Linked DNA regions of Mus musculus: region 2 is linked to region 1. The links are chromatin contacts, called in public Hi-C maps. All regions are on one chromosome and are shown on one strand. Each heading gives the region's core, a stretch centred on a gene start, on an enhancer-like site or on the middle of the called end of the contact. The rest is flanking DNA. Distances are from core to core; before and after follow the strand shown. Region 1 holds the start of Dync2h1 (dynein cytoplasmic 2 heavy chain 1). Region 2 holds the start of Taf1d (TATA-box binding protein associated factor, RNA polymerase I, D).

Evidence for each region. Hi-C and Micro-C count contacts between places; a contact is called where the count stands out from the background.
Region 2: a contact with region 1 is called in a Hi-C map of CD4 T cells, with 4 times the contacts expected there. The contact joins the promoter of Taf1d here to the promoter of Dync2h1 in region 1. A contact is called at or near these places in 3 of 39 promoter capture datasets (cranial neural crest, hippocampal neurons and second pharyngeal arch cranial neural crest), 2 of 484 Hi-C or Micro-C datasets (CD4 T cells and cortical neurons) and 1 of 9 other capture datasets (adipose tissue).

The regions. Positions count from the first base shown.
Region 1 is chr9:7,175,217-7,179,530 of GRCm38.p6, reverse strand. Dync2h1 (dynein cytoplasmic 2 heavy chain 1) reads left to right here and starts at 2,473. Exons shown (of 89, transcript NM_029851.3): 1 at 2,473-2,768; 2 at 4,119-4,289. The coding sequence starts at 2,574. It also overlaps a transcript of Dcun1d5 not described here.
Region 2 is chr9:15,303,034-15,307,829 of GRCm38.p6, reverse strand. It overlaps Taf1d (TATA-box binding protein associated factor, RNA polymerase I, D), which reads right to left and starts at 1,616. Exons shown (of 7, transcript NM_029248.2): 1 at 1,547-1,616; 2 at 9-102. The coding sequence starts at 76. 4931406C07Rik (RIKEN cDNA 4931406C07 gene) reads left to right here and starts at 1,663. Exons shown (of 9, transcript NM_001199485.1): 1 at 1,663-1,793.

The DNA of each region.
Region 1 (4,314 bases), core at 1,224-3,723:
GACCTGTAGGGTGGCATGGTCAGTTTTTTTTTTTTTCTTTTTAAATTATCTTTTTTGCTATTTTGCTTCTCATTTTGAGACAAAGTCTCACTCTGCAAGTTACTCTGAAACTTAATGTATAACCTAGGCCAGCCTCAAACTCAGTGATTCTCCCAATTAACCCTCCTAAGTACTAATATTACTGCAGTGAGCCACCACAGCCAGCTCAATAAAAACATGGAGTCTTAGGATCATCCTGTACCTAGTGGCCTGCCCATTCAATGGCTGGAACCCCATCTCACATTTCCTTGATTCCTTTTGAGCATTTTCATTTATTTACTTTTGTAATTGAGAACAGTTGAACTTCCTCTTTTCCTACTCTCAGATCTTAAGGTTCACAGAGACAGAAGGGCTGTTTTTCCAATTCTGAAAGACCGTAGTTTAGGAGACACTGGTTATTGAGTGCAAATTTAAAAACAAAACGACATACACAAAATCCAAAACAACAAAAAGCCCCAAACTAATTTAAAAAAAATATATTTTAGAATGGCAGTTTAAATCAGTGCGTACAGATGAAAGGCTAAACCTGATACTTGATTGTGTGCAGTGAAAAAACTAGAGTTGAGCATCAGAAGGAAAGATGCACGGATAGAAGTGCTCTCAGCACGTCCAATCCATGAGTGCAGAAATCAGCCTGCAGGCTCCAGAAATCCTACTTTGGGTGCGCACTCAGCGGGAAGTGATTGCAAGAGACGGAGTTGAGTCTGATGGATTTTGGGAGTAACGATCAGTTTAGTAGTTTCCAATGAGGCAAATGATGAAGCCTCTTGTCCTCATCTGTGATTTTTCTCAGTGTCTCTAGTTAGTATTAAACTAATCCATCATTTTGTTTATTTTGGCTATTTAGAAATTTGCAGAGGCTGGAGAGATGACTCAGCAGTTAAGACCACTGGCTGCTTTTCCAGACAACCCAGATTCGATTCCCAGCACCCACATGACATCTCACACATGTCCATAATTACAGTTTTAGGGGATCTGGCAAAATACCAATGCACATGAAATATTATAAATAAGTCATTAAAACATTACTGTGGTAGGGTAATTGTGGCAGACAACCACAAGTAATAGTTTAGCATCCCTGCATTTGGATTGCATTATAAATCTTCATCCCTTATCCCCCCAATAACAAACTTGACAGCTCATCTCCTTTACCTGCATGCACACTCCCCAGTCTATAATGCTTCTAGCAACCTCAATCCTGCATCTGGCTACACATACACTGCTCTCTGGATAAAGGTAAACTTGTGCACTTCTAAAATATCATACAGGCAGTTTCCATTCAAATAGACTCCCAATATATCCAGGTACAAAGAATAGAGGGCCTAACTAGCCTGAACTGGCTTTGGTATGCTCTGTTAATGTCTAGGAACAATCTCCTATTTACATTCCTATGCCTATGCCATTGGGCATGCATATGATTAGAATTTGATGCCTTGTGGGAAGGGACATGCCTTGGAAAATAACGATGCCTGAATATATTAATCAAAAATAGAAATGAAGCCAAAACATGAACCTTAATAAACAAAGTTCTTCTACTAAACCCCATACAGAGAAGCCCTAAAGAACGATCTCTGTGTGTGATCAGAGTTGTGGCCCAATCGGCAGTCTTAACAGTGTTATCAGTCTCTTACTTGGCTGCTTTGTGGACCTTTCTTTGGGCATCCTTATTTTAACTTCTTTGGATAAAAGACCAAGAACCTAGAAACACCTGACAAATAGTAACATATGACTTAAAGTTTTACTAAAATTACTAAAACCAACAAAGACAAACCCAACGGTAGTAAGTTAAGCGACCCTGGAAGGAGCAGATAGCTTGAAAGAATAAAGAAATACAGAACTTTCTAACAAGTTGTTTGCTTCCTTGTTTTGATTTATTTACTTTATATGTATTTATTTTATGTGTATGTGTTTTGCCTGCTTGTATGTATGGGCAAAGTTCAGAAGAGGGCGGAGCGTCATCCCCTCCCCTAAGTGGGGATAGGAAAGCTTAGACACCTCATGTATGCGGGGAACTAAAAAGAGCAAAAAGTGCTCTTAATCGCTGATGTACCTCTCCAGCTCCACTGACTGTGACACTGGGTGTCCTTATGTACCCAAGGCTGCCCTCTAACTCTCAGGATTCTAATGTTTCAGCATCCTGGATACTCTGGCTACCGTCGTAGACCATCATGCTTGGATAAATGGTGATTTTTAAATAGTAATAATCTCTTTTAAAGGCTTACTGCAACTTTGTTGTAAACTCCTAACTCCCCATTTCACAGATGTCGACCCTGATACTTGATTGTGGTTTGCACGAGAAGTGGAAACAGGAGAGCTCAGCATCAGAATGGAAGATGTAGGGATAGAAGGAGCTCGCAGCACATCCAATCGATGAGTGCAGGAATCCTCAGCCTACCTTGCAGGCCTCAGATGTCCTACTTCCGGTGCGCGCTCAGTAGGCGTGAAGCGGTCGCCATAGCGACGGAGCTTGGCAACTGCTGAGTGTAGTGGTGAAGGCACTGAACCTCTCCAGGTCCCTTTCTGTCTCCGCGGCCATGGCGGGAAGCCTCGGAGATGTCCGCAAACTCTTTCTTTTTACGACCACCCAGAATTACTTCGGGCTGAGACCGGAGCTCTGGGATCAGCCTCCGTTGAGCAACTGCCCGGAGGTGAACAACTTCTTGGACGACGGGAACCAGATGCTACTTCGGGTGCAGCGGTCCGAAGCTGGGCTGGCCTTTTCCAACACGGTAAGGCGATGGCGCGGCCTCCCCTGTCCCTCGTGCCCAGGTCGGGCCTCGGCTCCCTTCCCTCAGGTCCCAGGTCCTCATGCTAGGCAAGCCTTGCCCAGGAGCCCTGGGGCTCAAGTTGTTCCTGCCTTCGTATAGTAGGAGTTTCCCTGTCCACACATCCAAATAGGAACGAGCCGTAGGCACCTCAGCTCTTTCTTTTCAGACAGCCTGGTTCTTCCAGGCTGGCCTCCCAATTCTGAGCCTTTAGCAATTTGACTGCATAACTGTTTAAGACATCTGTATTCTCAGCTTCCTTTGAACTGGAGCGTGGCCAGTGTAGTGTGAACACAACTAATATGTTACATAACTGAGTGTACTTATGTTTTCAAACTTGATAAACGCTAGTCCTTGAATTTCACATAATTTTCATCCTCGTCAAAGATGACAATTTTACAGTAAAATGTCTGCCTCTTTCCTGTGACAAATTATTTTAAAAATTAGGATAAAAGTGCCATAAAACGTCTCTAAAGAGAGTAAGGTTTATAAGTCTTTAATTTATTGGCTTTCTGGAAAAAGGAAAAAGGAAAAAAATCTGTTGAGCGTTATACTTTTTGGTTAATAAATTGATTACTATAAATTGACATCTTTAGTATTGATTTAGTACATTCCCGTGAAGTCAGTTTATTTCACCTTTTGGTTATTTATTTACGTTTGATACAGTCTAGCTTCCTAGTCCAGATTGTTATTGACCATGTCATCCTTTGGTCTGATCCTCCCCAGTGCTGAGAAAACAGCCATGCACAGCAAACCCAGCTTGTGTACCATTTCTAATACTAAGTTGATGTTCAAACTCTACAATTTTGGCTACAGTAAAGATAATCTTAGGAGATAGACTCATTCATTTTGGCAGTTTTAAATGCATGTGCAAATTTAAAGGCACCTTTAAAAAATTTAAAATGCCCCCCTGTAGGTGACAAGGTATGTATGTATGTATGTATGTATGTCTATACATGCATACACACTTTGGGGCAGTAGGGAAGTACACATGTATGAGGGGGCTTCAGTCTTAATCTGCAGGATTACTGAGTCGGATTCAGTAGGAAAGTTAGCTGGGAGTGTCAGCAATACATAGGGTTTTATGCCCACAAATATTTACTAGTGTAGCTTTATGATAATCATATATTAAGCAGGAATTAGTTTTTAGCCAGGCAGTCACTGAGAATCAGAAGTGGATGGTTTGAATATATTGCCTTTAACTATTTTCATCCAAGCAGGTAGTGATTCGACAGCATGTCAAATATAACATCTCTTTCTTTCAAATTCTTAGTTTTATGAAGAAGACATAGCATCTTTTGTTTATCACTTTAGATTGATTTTGATGACGCAAAAGACAAAGTGCTGGTGTTTTTCAAGCTCCGACCAGAAGTAATTACAGATGGCAATCTGCATAACAACATTCTGGTTTCTTCTATGCTGGAATCACCTATCAACTCCCTTTACCAAGCAGTACGACAGGTGTTTGCACCCATGTTGCTGAAGGTGGGTGCGGTGCTTGTGGATTTAT
Region 2 (4,796 bases), core at 367-2,866, 8.1 Mb before region 1:
TACCTTACCTTTGGTCTCCAGTATCTCCAGCTCTATCCGATGCCACACAGACAGAATTCACTTCTGATTGAGCCATCACTTTTCGCGGCCTTTCCCAATTTTCTGCAATCACAGATTTCAATGATGTACCAGCAGTCTAAGTTCAGCATACTCCTTCCCACTGTGTGAATTTCTGTAAAATCCCTATGGATAGTACATTTTATATCTACTTTAAAGCCTCTGAGTGGGCTTGTTTCCAGTATCCACATCGGGTTGCTCACAATCTCCTGTTAACTCCAGCTCCCTGTTAGTGATCTTTTGTCTTCCAGAGTACCCTCACACATATGGCATAGTTTTCTTTAAATATGTGAGTGAAAACAAGAAGCCACATTCCAATGCAGTTTGTTTTCTCACTAAATCTACCCCCAAAACCCGACATGGCTTTAACCACCACCTAGCCTCACAGTAGCATTTCTAATTCCAATCTGGGCTGCGAACTCGACACTGAAACAGAGTTCGGGTAGTTGGGATATGGCGATAGTGGCTCAAAAATCACTACTGATCAAATGGTCACAGGCCTGTAATCCTAACAACGTGTAAAAGAACCTTTAGATTATGGCTGAGACGATAGCCTAGCAGTTAAGTATACTGTCAATGGCCGGGCGTGGTGGCGCACGCCTTTAATCCCAGCACTCGGGAGGCAGAGGCAGGATTTCTGAGTTCGAGGCCAGCCTGGTCTAAAAAGTGAGTTCCTGGACAGCCAGGGCTATAAAGAGAAACCCTGTCTCGAAACCTCCCCCCCCAAAAAAGAAATGAATAGAATACTGTCAATGGACTAAGATGAGACTCCCAGAACTCACATGCCAGCCTAAAAATAGCTGTAAGCAGTCCTAAGAGATTCGATGTCCTCTTCTGGGCTCTGTGAGCACTGCGTGCACGTGGTGTAGAAATATTAGGCAGGCAAAACGGCCATATGTACTAAAGGAGAAAAGACTACAGTTTTCCTAGGCTACACAAAATCCTAGAACTAAAAATAATCACAACTTTCGAGGATAAGAAAAACAGGGTGACTACGACCTTAGATTGCAAAATGCCCGCTACATGAATTGCTTTTTTAAATTAACCCACCAAAACTGAAATTTAAGGTTGACCCGGTCGCCCCAACGATATGCCTGTGAGTAAATCAAAGATAATTCCTAGGAATCACTCCCACCTGTACGCTACTTTACAGTTCCGAGACTACAAGCTTTGGAGGCCACGTGGTGAGCTGCGTCGACTATGCGCCGTGGGCCCGCTGCAAGACCCTTTCGGAACGTAACCTAAGAGATGTGCGCAGGCAGCACGCGACCCCTTACACGGCACTAAAAACGCCCTCCAGGCCCAGAACACCTCGGCCTCTCCCAACAGCGACCCGGAGCCTCGTGCGGCCTGCGGATGGCGGGATTCCGGCCCGCTGCTCTGGCCCTACAAGAGCGCCGTTTCCGCGCGGACCGCAGCCCAAAGAACCCCGCCCTGCGGCCCCGTCGCCCGCAGCAGACCTGAGCGGCCACAGTGAACAACCGCTTACCTCTTCCGCCGCGTCGAAAAGAGCGCTCCCGGCGCCCAGCAGCCGGACTAGGACAAGGACGAAATCTCGCGTGAGTACACGTTGGTGGGCGTGGCTGTGCGTGTGGTGGGCGGGCCTCCGGGAGGGGCGGTACCCCGGCTCTCCCTTGGCCTAGAGCTATCAGAAAAGACTGGCAGGAGACTAAACCTGTGTTCGAACCTGAGTGGAAAGAAGGCCTTCCTGCAAGTGGGAGGACACTGCGGGCCAGGTGAGCGTCGATTTGTTGTGGTGACTGAGCCCGCAGTGTGCCAAGCTCTCTGTCAGACTAAGGGTGGCATGTGTTATGGATTTCTGTACTGTCCCTGTGTCCTCACTTGCCTCCTACTTTTTTTTTTTTTTTTTTTTGGTTTTCGAGACAGGGCTTCTCTGTGTAGCCCTGGCTGTCCTGGAAGGCACTTTGTAGACCCGGCTGGCCTCGAACTCAGAAATCCACCTGCCTCTGCCTCCCGAGTGCTGGGATTAAAGGCGTGCGCCACCACGCCCGGCACCTTCTACTTTTTGACCCCTGCACACACTGTCCAACAGTCTGTGGAATCCTGCAGCATTGACTCTGGCTTTGCACCCATGCAGGTCCACTAGGACTAAGTTGTAAGGGAACATTACAAACACCTTATTGAGTGCGTGACAAGATCTGTGGTGAGAGGGCAGATATTACTATCCCTTGAGTTCTCATAGACAAACACATTTCAAATGTAAAGTTGTTGGCCTAGAGATATAACTGGATTATAGAGAGCTTGCCTAGTGTACATGGCACCACGGAGAAAAAAAAATAAAAACAAAAAAAGCAAACAAAGACCTGTGTGTGTGGTTAGATCAGTATGAATATAGGGTCCTATGTGACTGAATGAACTATTTGCAAAGCTGTAAAGCCAGCCTTGTGCTTGAACCCTACTAGTCTAGTATATCGTAAAAGTGTGGTATATCATAAGTACCTAATAATTAGCAATATATTGTGTGCAATATATTTGGAAGAGAGAAGTCCCCTCTAGGTGGAAGATGGGCACTTCTCCTGGTGCTGCAGGATTATTCTGAAGTCTTCCTGGTGTCAGCCAAAGGGGCCATTTCTTCACTGCTGATTCAGCTTAGGGTGGGGTGCATTCTGGATTTACAGACCTGCCTTTGAGTTTGTTGTTGTTGCTGCTGTTGTTTGACACATGTCTCTTTATGTAGCCCTGACGATCCTGGAACTTGATTTGTAAACCAGGCTGGCTTTAACCTCACAGAGAACCTCTTGCCTTTACAGCCCTCTGCCTCCAGTGCTGGAGCTAAACATGTGCACCACCATGCCTGGCTTGAACCTGCTTTTGAATCCTGTTTCTGCCATGTAACAACTGAATGATCTTGAATAAATTTTGTTTCCTTTTCTGTACAGTAAGAAGTACAATATGTCTGTCATGGATTTGAGAATTTTGAGGGACTTTAAAGGGCCTGACAATTTCTGAATACAGGATGGCCTTAATCATGACACTCAGCATGATTGTCACCGTTAGCCTGTTGCTTTCCGTGTCGTTTCTCCCCCTGCACGTTTCTCTACCCTGTGTCTGAGCCATTGGCTCCCACCACTTACATCAGGAAAGTAAATATCTGCCTTCATCTGGCTGGAAGCTGTGCTGGAGCAGCTCTGACTATCGATGGAAACCATTCCCTTTGGCTCCTAATTCCAACTCCAACCTCTGCACACACGTGTTCTCCCCTGCCGTCATCTACACAAACGTACATTTCTAAACCAGTTATTCGGTCTGGAGAGTCCCATGGTTAGACTTTGTCTCTATTTTGGTAGGAATATAAAACAAACTGATTTTCTTTTAAGAAAGTAGAAAGTATAAAATTAGGGATATTGCTGGGCGGTGGTAGCACATGCCTTTAATCCCAGTACTCTGTGAGTTCGAGGCCAGCCTGGTCTACAGAATGAGTTCTACAGGACAGACAGGACTAGACAGAAAAATCTTGTCTCCAAAAGGGGGGTGTTACTCTAATTTGAATTCCTATTATTCCTATTATTCTACTACAAGTATAATCATCTAAAGTGCTTTCATTTTCCTCACTATATACTGAGCTATACTAAGACTGGGTGTGGTAGTACATACATCGAACTGGCCCAGCACTCAAGGGATCCAAACAGGAAGAGCACAGTACCAGACTAGCCTGGGCCATATAGTGAACCTTATCTCAACAAAAAATAAAGTAAAATCAAGCAATCAGCATTGGATTAACACACTGCTCATTGAGCAGATTGGGCATGTCTGTATACTAGGCAATATCTCTGGACGCCTGGTACAAAGTGTGATAGACTGTTAACATGGGGCATCTGGGTAAAGAGTGTGGAAGCTAGATTTGTATATGATATATCAGTCTTAAACTATTTCAAAGAAAATTAGCATGTTTTACTTCTAAACCATTAAAAACAATCAATTGAAAAATATGTTTAGAGTAATTCAAGTATGATTATAGCAGCTGGGACCTATTTTCAATAATTACTTATATTTCATTGGAAACACACGAGTATATGTGTTAAATAATTAAAAGACAGTAAAAACGAATGTTTGGTAAAGTACTAAAGTAAATGTCACCTATTTCAGCTACCTTGGAGGCTGAGGCAGGAGGATGATTTGTGGAGACAATGTAGGGATCCTATATCTTTAAAGAAAGACTGTAAATATAAGGTGCTAAATATGTACAATGGCACGTTCATGGAAGATATATGTTCTGAAAGTATGGTCAAAAATAGAAATCGTAGGCCAGAGATGGCTTAGGGGTTCTACGTGCAGAGAGAGCTGACTCCTGCAAGCTGTCCTCCGACCTCCACATGGGGGTTGTGGCATACACACAAATAAATACTTTTAGTGAAATAATTTATTAAAACGCCTAAGCCTAAGAAACATGAGCCTGTAGAACTGGCTCAGCAGTTAAAAGCACACACTGCTTTCCACCCGGACTGAGCTCCACTCTCAGCACACAGGTCAAGGCTTCCTTGTCAGCCACCTATGATTGTGCTTCACTGGAGACACAGAGGCAGGACCTGTGAGTTGGAGGAATTCCATTATGTAGACAGGGTATGGATAAGTGAGGGACCCACTTTTCATTTGCTGCGTGAGCACTTTTAAACCCAACCATTCTGATTAAGGAGGTGTTCCATTAACAATATTGAGTGCTAGCTACTCCCATGGTGCTCTGGGAGGCAGGAATGCCCTCAGTGATTTGACTGTCCTGT